Linked DNA regions of Podarcis muralis: region 1 is linked to region 2. Evidence: chromatin contacts called from public Hi-C data. All regions are on one chromosome and are shown on one strand. Each heading gives the region's core, a stretch centred on a gene start, on an enhancer-like site or on the middle of the called end of the contact. The rest is flanking DNA. Distances are from core to core; before and after follow the strand shown.

The links. A called contact is a pair of places that touch in the nucleus more often than the background predicts.
Region 1: a contact with region 2 is called in a Hi-C map of tail, with 2.2 times the contacts expected there. The contact joins the promoter of TNRC6A here to the promoter of GGA2 in region 2. A contact is called at or near these places in 2 of 3 Hi-C or Micro-C datasets (blood and tail).

Annotation. Positions count from the first base shown.
Region 1 is chr14:31,359,273-31,364,448 of rPodMur119.hap1.1, reverse strand. It overlaps TNRC6A (trinucleotide repeat containing adaptor 6A), which reads left to right and starts at 1,907. Exons shown (of 23, transcript XM_077919168.1): 1 at 1,907-2,139; 2 at 4,038-4,085. The coding sequence starts at 2,135.
Region 2 is chr14:31,186,924-31,192,407 of rPodMur119.hap1.1, reverse strand. It overlaps GGA2 (golgi associated, gamma adaptin ear containing, ARF binding protein 2), which reads left to right and starts at 4,120. Exons shown (of 12, transcript XM_077919160.1): 1 at 4,120-4,262. The coding sequence starts at 4,220. EARS2 (glutamyl-tRNA synthetase 2, mitochondrial) reads left to right here. Exons shown (of 9, transcript XM_028706552.2): 8 at 1-30; 9 at 1,202-2,046. The coding sequence ends at 1,285.

The sequences.
Region 1 (5,176 bases), core at 658-3,157, 170 kb before region 2:
TCACTAACTTGGAGGAGGGTTCAAAGTGCATACCGGAATTTTAGGTTTGTGCAATTAAAGGAGATTAAAGTGCTCTGTTGCCCTAGCAAAACAAATTTTAAAATGAACTTTTTGCAGTTTGGAAAGTGACAAGAAAAGTGTGGGATGAATTAATGATTAACAGGAAGCAAATCAGGACAAATGCTCATTGTCATCTAACTGTCCCATAAATGCTCAATAAAGACTGGTCATCATGTAACTTCTGCATAAGCTTTCTATAAGCAAATCAAGATGAATGCTCAGTAAACAGGAAATCTGGAGGAGCCCCTGGTGTCAGGTAAGGGAAACCCACTGCCAGCAGAAATCCCTCCTAGGCTATGAAGCTCACTGACAGACCTTGAGCAAAATAGTTTCTCTATTTCTCCCCCTGTCTCTCATAGCCCAACCTCATAACTTTCACAGGACAGCTGCAGGACTAAAACACATTCTGAGACTGGCTGGAGCTGACATGAGTTGTAGTCTAAAACATCTGGAGGACATCAGGATCATGAAGGCTGATATAAATAACGACACTGAACAGTTGTAATTGCTCAGATCATAAATTGTATTTCTGAATAGCACGAAAAACATCCACAAAGAAATTTGCTTTCCTAGAACTCCTTAAGTTGTTAGAAGCAAAGCATCAGAGGGACATGAGGGAATTGCTGATAATATGCCATATCTCTGGCAGGCTTATGGGTAAGAGTAGCTCATTAATGGGGCAGGCAGCAGAGAGTCAACTTAACATCTAGAGGTGCCATCTCATATTCTCTTGGTGAAGGAGGGGGGGGGGAGGGGAGTTGCTACCCTTGACCTAATCTTGACCAACAGGGAAGAACTGATCGAAGGAGTGGAAGTGGCAGGAATCTCGAGGGAAAGTGACTGTGTCATCTTGGGATTTGTGATAAAAAGACATAGTCAAGTGTACACCATGGAAGGCCAAGTTCACACAGCTCAAGCAACAGTTGGGTAGGATGCCATGGATAGACATTAAAGAGGGAGGTTATAAAAAGTGAAATACTGAAGGCACAGCCACAAGCTGCGGAGGGTGGGGTGGGGTGGCGTTAAAGGGACATCTGTGGGAGATGGCAGGAAGGCCACATTACCAGGGAAGGGCCATTGCTCACAGGTAGAGCACATGCTTTGCATGCAGGTCTCTGGCTCTGTCTCCCAAGGCATCGCCAGTTAGGGCTGGGAGAAAGATTCCTGCCTAAAACCCTGGAGAGTCTCTGCCGGTCCGTCTAGGCCACGGGTGGCCAACACCCAAGACACTGCGATCTACTCACAGAGTTAAAAACTGCCAGTGATCTTTTGGGGAGTTCAGGTCAAGGTTGTTGAGCGCTTTTTTTAGGAAGGAGGGAAGCCCCGCTTTTTGGAGGTGAAGGGCTAAAATGTTGCGCTTTTTTTTAGGGGAGCCAAAGTTGTTGAGCTTCTTTGGGGGGAGCCAGTGATCTACCACAGACGTCCGGTGATTTACTGGTAGATCACGATCTACCCGCTGGACGTGCCTGGTGTGGGCAATATTGAGCGAGATGGACCCAAGCCTACCTCGCAGGGTCGCTGTGTGGATAAAATGGAGTGCGGGGAGGGGGAGCGTGTGCGCCACCTAGCGCTCCTTAGAGGAAAAGAGGCGGGCTATAATAAATGCAGCAACTGAGCTGATGAATAAGCCGCATCCCTACATCCACGGAGGGGACTCTTTTGCCCCTTCTTCCACCACATTTTTTCCTAACGCTTCGTTCCACGGCGGATCCGTCGCGCCAATTCGACCTCCCTCCCCTCTCCCTCTCCCGCTCGTTGCTAGGGCGCCATGTTGGCGGCGACGGGAGCCCCCCCGGAAGTGCTTCCCACCGGCGGGGGGAGGCGGGGCGTCCGCTTCCGGGGCGTGGCGGCGACGGGGCTGCTGGGGAGTCTCCTCCGTGAGGGAGGCTGGAAATGGCGGCGGCTGGGAGGGGGGAGAAGAAGAAGAGGCGGAGGCGGAGGCGGCCGACCCGGGTGGAGAAGCAGCAGCAGCAGCAGGAGGCAGCCGAGGCCACCCTGCCGGGGACCCCCAGGCCGGGGCGCCGGGAATAAGAGGCGGAGCAGGCGACACCCCCGCCGCCCCCCCCCAAAGCACATGCGGTGAGGAGGGGGCGCCGTGGTCCGGGTTAGGGGGGGTGTCGTTTGCAGGATAAGGTGCAGCCGGGACAAAATTTTCCTCTCATATATATCTCCCCAGCACCTTAAAAAAAAAAAAAAGCCCCTCACTAAACATGGCGCGCGAGGGCCGGGCCTGCCCCCCCATTTTGCTGCTGCGCCAGCGCTCCGCCTTGCACGGAGCTGCCCGAGAGAGAGAGAAACGCGCGCCCCGCCGCCGCCCCGTGCCCGCGCTTTGCGTGCGCCCTTGCCCCGGGGAGGCTGCAAAGCGGTGCATGGCGCCCGGGGGAAGGAGAGGGAAGAGAGAGTGGGGAAAAGAGAATGAGAGAGTCTCCTCCTCTTCTGTTTACTTCAGCTGCAAATGCAAGAAAGCGTGAAAGGGGGCCCCTGCGAGGAAGCGGAAATTTCGCTCGCCCCCCCCTCCCCGCAGCGGAGGATGGCGCGAGAGGAGAAGGAGTGCAGCGCAGGCAGCCGTCCACCCATCCTGCGCTCATTGCAGACAGGAGGCGGTGGGGGCCCTTATGCCAAATGAGAAATACTTGCAATGAGGCTGGGGTGCAGCCTGCTCGCCCCAGATTTGCCCAGATGGAAGGAAAGGATGTCTTCCCCACCCAAAAAATAGCATCTAAGTAGAACTAAAGGGGTGCATGGGCAGAGGAGGTGCTTTCAGTCGAGCTCCCTAGGGTGCATTCTTAGATGGAGAGGAGGGGTGCCCCTGTTGTAATAAATAGCATAAAAGTCTGTGCCACCCTGTTGGCCTGACAGTGGCTGTACCCTTAGGATGCCCTCTGTAGATCCCTGCAGGGTGAGCAGCGTTGAAGGGCCTCAATAGAGTACAAGTTGCTGAGCTTTTACCTCTTTAGCTGCCAGCACCATTCACTTAAGTTCTGAAACACCCCCCCTCCTTTTTATTTTAATTGAATGGACACTGGTGAGGTATGAAAATACCACCCCATCCATTTGTTGGGCACACATTTGTATACAGTAGCAGCTGCGTCTTTAGCAAAACAGCTGATACAAGTACATATGTCACCATGTTCTGTTGCAGGTAGAATCTGGCCGAACCATTAACCCACCTCCTATAATTCCTTTGCTCTGAGCCCAGAGCATGTTTCCAACTCAGCCATAGATTCGAATCTGTTTTGGACATATTGAGAGCACTTAATGTTGTGGTTCCATGTTTGGTGCCTAGGCCTCAGTCCCACCTAGGGCAGAGTGTTGCAAGTATGGTGTACCTTACATGCAGTGAATGTTCTTGTGGAGCACATCAGGCAATAGCAATTTCTGTTCTGAAGCTATATTATTAATATACTTTCTGTTTGCTAATCTTACAAGCTGGTGCTGAGCTGTATAGTTCTAGCTTCTTTGGGACAGGGCTTCTCAGTGCATTCCAGCTTTGTCTCTGGTGCTATCTGAGTCTATCCTGTTAGCTGCTTTTGCTGGCCTCAGTTATCTTTCACCTGCACCTTCACATTAGTTCATCTGATTAAATGGGTCGTTGCCTACAACAGCAGTTTTAAATGTGTCGATTTTGAAGGTGCCACAAAGCTCCTTCCTTGGGTTTTCTTGCAAGCGGTTGACATGGCTGTCTTCCTGTTGGTGCCAGAAATACATGTTGTGCTCAGAACGGGACTGATGAGGGTTTTCAGCTGCTGAACTCTTGCTTCTCCTGCACCAACGTGTGTGTTCGTGTTCACTGCTTTTCTCAATCAGCTAGTGCATATGTGTATTTTTATTCATTGCATATTCATTTCTCATTTAACTGTGCACAATAAAACAATCCTTTAAATCATTGGTCAGACAAGTATGCCTGCATTTGTACTTCTGATTTGTTACTGCCTGGGCTTGTTTTCTTGATTGGGGATATGTGTGTTCTTTTTCAGAGTGTTGGAAGCTAAAGCTACCAAAGAAGTCGAAAGAAAACTAAGCAGGTAAGTCAGAAATAAAAGGGCAGAGAACGAACTGAAGGGCATGTAGGAATTGGGCGCTTAGACAATTGACAGTTTGCGTGATTTGTTTTAAAGAAATGTGGTGAAGCTTCCTTATAAAAAGTAATTGAGCAGAGGGGTCCTTTGTGAAGCGGCGTCCTCCACTCCTTTAAATATCTTGCTGAACATATTTTCTTTTGCTACATTTAAACTGTTGCCAGAAGCAAGCAAGAGCAAAAATGAATGCAGGGTTTGTTTGCTGTGTGTGTTTTTCATCCTTGCCTAGCCAGATGGATTTTTATTGGCTGGAAATCATCGCTGGCCTTGAACTCAACACAAGCCGCATCTTGTGAAATAAACATTTGTTCCTTTCTATGTGCTGTATTAAGGAGTGTGAGAAGTAGCTGCTTGCTAATAGCCAGGGAAATTTGAAACTTCCCATTACTACAGTAGTAATAGAAACTTTGGAATTAGCTTAAGAGTTTGGAGTGGGAATGGGGGGGGGGGTAAATATCTGACCAAATTATTTTTCAGTACTTTTGTGCTCCTCCTTTATCTTTGCAAAGAGGTAGCCCACTATTCCCATAGTGCAGCTAGGCAATTGAGAATGAGCAGCGCACTGCAAACCCAGGTCACTCAGATCAAAACCCTGCAAAGTACCTGCTCAAGTGCTTTCTGTTTTCTTGCATTACGCGTATATGTCAGATAGTATTCTTTCTGCACTTGTAAGGAACTGATCTTTTAGTGTGGCAGCACCTACACTTTGGAACTCCCTGCCTATTGATATCAAGCAGGTGCCTTCACTGTACCCGTTTTGGCGTCTGCTTAAAGCATTTCTGCATATGTAAGCCTATCCAGTTATGTAGATGTTGATGTATTTTAGTTTCTTTTGCTTTTAATTATTTTGATATGTCTTTGTTTTTAACTTTTTATTTAGGATTTAAATATTTATTGTAGACTGCTTAGTAGTTTTGTAAACTGCTTAAGTGGTATATACATTTCGTTAAATAGAAACTAAAAGCACTTTTGATTAGGGATTCTTATCCAAATATGTTAAAAGTTGACCTGTGTTTTATTTAGTAATTTTAGCTTAA
Region 2 (5,484 bases), core at 2,871-5,370:
CTTCTCCGCTTGGCCCTCAGTGGCCAGAAGGTAAATTTCCCCTGGCCCTGCTTCCCAAATCTCATCATCTGAATTGCTCTGCTTTGAAAGCCAATAGCTGGCTTGGCTCTGCTAATGGACCTCAGTGGTAGTTGCTACATCTCTTTAAAATAATCGAAAGAGCCAGCCTGGTAGACCTGAGGTATTTTGGACTACAACTCCCATCAGCCCTAGCCATATCATGTTGGGGCTGATGGGAGTTGTAGTCCAAAACACAGAGGGCAGCACATTGACTAAGGCTGACCTAAAATTATTTGTACCTCATTTTCAGCAAATCGGTGTCTTATAACAATAAAAATACGTGAAATCAGTTAACACGGATGGACCATTCCTGACAATTAATAATGAAAAGGTATGAGCAAAAACCCACAGGTCAAGCTAGAGCTAGAATAAAACCAAGAATAAGGATGGATAGCTCAGTTGGTTAGACTAGAGCATGGTGCTGACAACGCCAAAGTTGCAGGTTCGATCTCCATTCAGGGACAGCTGCATATTCCTGCATTGCAGGGGATTGGACTAGACGATCCTCTGGGTCCCTTCCAACTCTATGATTCTGTGAGCCCTCCCCCCACCCCAAGACATGCCCTGATAAGCAAGTCTTTACTTTGCGCCTGAATGGCAACATGAAGATGCCAGCTAAACACCTAATACAGGATGCCAGTTTTTTTAATGTTATTCCATTTATTGGGCAGTGCTGAAATCATAGGAAGCTGCCTTCAGATGTTTTCTAAAAGTCAGATACTTGTTTATTTCCTTGACATCTGGTGGGAGGGCATTCCACAGGGTGGGCGCCACCACCAAGAAGGCCCTATGCCTGGTTCCCTGTAGCCTTACTTCTCACAGTGAGGGAACCGCCAGAAGGCCCTCGGAGCTGGACCTCAGTGTCTGGGCAGAACGATGGAGGTAGAGACGCCCCTTCAGGTATACTGGGCCGAGGCCGTTTACTCAGGAGGGGTGGTGGTACTGCAGCTAGAAAAGTTGTAGAGCACTCCGTCAATGGAATTGTGGTAGGAATATGGAAGAGGGAAGCTGTAATGGAGGCCTCTCAGACTCTAGCTTCCACAAAGCTTCAGGAGCTCTTGTTTTCAAGTAGGGAGGTGTTCCTTCCTGGTTGGCAAGGGCTCCCCCTCCCTTTCTGGAGTAACCTCCCTGTCCATTTCAGGAAGGACCCAGCGTTGCTGAGATGATCGTCTCCTTGGGGCCCAGAGAGGCTAGTGCACGGATCCAGAGAGCCCTTTGCAGCTGATCTGTTGAAGCAAAACAGCCAACCGAACTTTCAATAGAGCTTGCATGTCAAGCCTTCCACGAAGCTCAAACACCTTCCTGTGGACTGCAGAGCATCCCACAGCCACGGACTTGACCACTTCTCTCTCTCTCTTTTTAAAAGTGCTCTGGGGTTGGCAGCCTGGCATTGGCACTGAGACCCTAAGGGGATTTCCGGTTCTAGTTGAGTCTGCCGTGGCATTAATAAAAAAAGCAAAAACACTGGCTGGAGGTCAAAGTGCCGTTGTGACTGTTTTCCACGTGGCCTCGCAGCTGGGCATTCCTCCGGGGCTGGGGAGCAGCGTCAACCTTGGAAGCCTCAGGAGAGTAAGCTCCAAGGGTCCAGTTCCATAGAATTCAAAGGGTATTTTTACTGCATTACAGTCTCAGAGATAATTAATTGCAGTAGGTTGGACTAGATGACCCTTGGGGACTTTCCCAACTCTACAATTCTCTGGTTCTGTGAAAAGGAGCAATAAAATACAATTGAAAATCAATATGAATCTTTAATGTGACGTTTGCACCATCAGCCATAAATCCGCAGAGATGCGTGGTCCTGCTGGGTGTAACAGCATCTCCTGTGCTCAGCCTAGTCTCTCTGCCCAGGGCTGGATTAAGCATTAAGCAAAATAAGTATGGGTTTAGGGCATCAAGAGAAGGAATTTCCCCTTGGACCATATGGTGCAGCTGAACACAAACATCATTTCTACAACTATGCAAAAATAAACATTACTTTCCATCTTACTGTAGTTTTCGTTTCATTTCATTATTTTACAGTTTATTATTGTTTATATTTTGAATTACAGTGGTACCTCGCAAGACGAATGCCTCGCAAGACGGAAAACTCGCAAGACGAAAGGGTTTTTTGTTTTTTGAGCTGCTTCGCAAGACGATTTTCCCTATAGTCTTGCTTCGCAAGACGGAAACGTCTTGCAAGTTTGTTTCCTTTTTCTTAACACCGTTAATACAGTTGCGACTTGACTTCGAGGAGCAACTCATAGCACGCGGTGTGGTAGCCTTTTTTGAGGTTTTTGAAGACTTTGGTGATTTTTGAAGCTTTTCCAAAACTTTTCCAACACCGTGCTTTGCAAGACGGAAAAACTCGTGGAACGAATTAATTTTGTCTTGCGAGGCACCACTGTAGATATATGTGGGGGCACCAAAATCTTTTCATGGCATAGGGCCTCCAAAGGTCTATGCCCCTCTGAGCACCATTTTGGGATGTCTTTCCAGAACAAGGGTGGTGCCCTCCTCAGACATCCCTATATGAGCAACCTTGAATGGCTTAGCCTGCGACCCTTTGTGGTGAAGGAAGGTGACTCTTCCAAGTCAGGTGTGGCTACAGGCTGGCTTGGAAGGTAAGCAAGCAGTGGGGGGCCGGGGAAGCAGAGCTCAGTCTATCAGATCTGCTGTGGCAGCTCCCACCAGGCCTCCTCTCCCCTCTGCTGTCACCTGGGGGCAGCCATTCTGGCAGACTCCCTCAGTGCAAGAGAGATGGGCAGCAAGGCTCACCAAATCAGCTTTGCTAAATGCCCAGCTCCATGAGGAACCTCCTGTCCCTAAACTGGGCCAGCTGGTCATTACAGGAACAACTGTCTAGCAATGGATGCCTGAGTTTTGACTTTGTCCCTTTCTCCTTGTGTGTCGTGTCATCTCTCTCAAGATTGTAGACCTGAGGGTAGGGACTGTCAGGCCTTTTTGGCTGAAGAATAGGGCACAAAACAAACAATAGATAAGCTGACCCAGGCAGGGTCCTAAGGCCAGTCATGTTGGGGGTGGGGAGAGGAACAGTATGCTAAATCACTCCCCCCTTTATCTTTAATAGATTTGGCCATTGTCTTTGATACTTCTCTATTTCAGCCCACTTTTCTCTTCTGACTGGGGTCTTCCAGTTCTCTCTAGATTAGGGCAGCCCAGCTAAGTGAGGCACTGGGCTTTGGGGTGTCAATCACTATCTGACTTTGAAAAGCAGGTATCACTTGATCAAGTTCCTCAGTTTTGTGGAATCACTCAAACTACAGAGTTTAATTGGGTTTTGCATAAATGTGCATTTAAGGTAATTGTTAATAAAATGTGCAATCTATTAAGTTTGAATTGTATTGCATTATTATCTTCCTCGGGGTGGTGATAACCACTATTCTGACTATAGTAATGCTTTTCATAGGGCAGAGGGTCTGAGGATGGGTTTATGCGACCAAGAGGTCCAAAATAGCTTAGGAACCACTGAGCTAAAGGCAAACGTTTCCAAAAACCAAAAAAATCCAAATCCTTAGAAGAGCATCACCTCCATTAGGCCAACCCAAATGTTGCAAAGGAGTGGGCAAACTTTTCCCCACTTCCAGCCCAACAAGAACTTTGCTGTAATACGGATTATCGTTATTTTTCTTGTGGGCTGGAGGCTTTGGTTTTTAATTGTGCTTTTCCAACCTGATGTGAACACTAATCCATTTTGAGTCTATCATTTTAACTTCTCGAAAGTTTTACATTATTGCTGTTCATTTTTCTTACTGATAATTTTGTTGTCCCCCCCCTTGTAAACCACTTTAAGCTGTTTTCTTTTAAAGCGATGTATAAATCTATCTGCCCGCTGTCCTCTCTCCCCTTATGCGCCCCTTGCCCCCACCCCCGCCAATGTTTTGCCCCTGGCCGAGCTGGCCAAGGCGCGGAGCCCCCGGGGAGAGGCTGCTCTGGGCGGCTGCCCGGCCCCTCGCGGCGGCTGCTGGTGTGCTTTTCCCTGGCGGGGCTTCAGTGCCAGGCCTGTTGCTGCCCAGCGCCGGGCGCGGGGGCGGCGCTCCGGCTGCCTCTCCCCGCCCCGGGCGGGCGCCGAGGCGGGGTCTGGGCGCCGGAGGGTCGTCCCACCCGGGGCTGGGCGTGCCGGGCCAATTTTCTGCCCGGCCGAGGAAGAGGGAGGCAGGCCATGGCGCGGGCGGCTCCTCCGGGCACGCTGGAGCTGCTGCTGCGTGAGTGTGGGGAGGAGAGGGAGGGCGCTCTGCACGCGCTCAGAGGCTACGGCGCCTGGCTGGGCGCCTCTCCGGGCTGAGTTGCGCGGAGCTTGGCTCCTTGGCTCCTGAGACGCGGGTGGAGGAAGAAAGGACACCCCACCCTGCCGGGCCGGCCCTTCGCTCCCAAATCTGGCATATGAGCCTGGAGGGGGTGTCTTGGAAAGCGCTCTCCCCTGGGAGCTTTTCTTGCAAACCACCTGAAGCGTCAAACGGTGCAACTCGGAAGCGGTTTTGCACCAGGCGGCTTAAACTGGCCCCCTTCGGCAAGACGGAGTCAAAGTGGCTGCGTGTTTTTTCAACCCAGACTGGGGGACCCTGAAAGGCAACAGTTTTGCCTTCCGATTCCCCCCCCCCCCCCCGTCAAAGCTGTTTGGATATTCCTTTCATTCAATGTTGCCGTCTCTCTCTCTCTCTTTTTCATTTGAGGGCAGATAATTTGGGGATCTTCTAGTTTCGTCATGTTTGAGGTACTTCTTGCCTCCTGGACTTAATAACCTGATATTTTGCCATAATTTTTTTTTATTCGATCTCCACTCTTGACTCAGGTGGGCTTAGTCAGGCTTAAATACTACATCATTCTCCCTTCTTTTTAAAACTTTTTTTTTTATTCAGACAGGCCTTTACAAAATGATGTTTTGTTTTAATCAGTCAGTGTCTATTGATATTCACTGATAAATTTTAACCAGGTTTTTATGGCCATTTGTTGATTTTTATAACTTTATATGTTGTACTCCACCTTGCTGTGTTTTTCCCCTCCCTGAAAGTGTGGATTATAAATTCATAAATAAATAAATAAATAAAATAAATAAATAAAGTAAGGTTTTTTTTTTATTGGCCCATTATCCTCACTGCTTTTATTCATGGGCAATTTCTTACTGCTCTTGCTCAAAGTTAAAGACATATGAAGAGCCTTTTTGGAATCTGCCCCAAAGCCCATCTGGGCTGGCATCCTGTTCTCCCAGTTACCAACAAGATGCCCATGGGAAGCTAGCAAAGCAAGCAAGCCTGGGCACAAGGGCACTTTCCCCTCCTGTGGCTTCCAGCAACTGGCATTCACGTGCATTGCTGCCTCTGACTAGTTTCTGCAAATAAGAGTAACTCCCAGGAGAAGTATTTTGCCTACTTTTATATATATATAAAAACAAGAGTACACATTCCCAGCTAATTCTGGCTTCAGGGC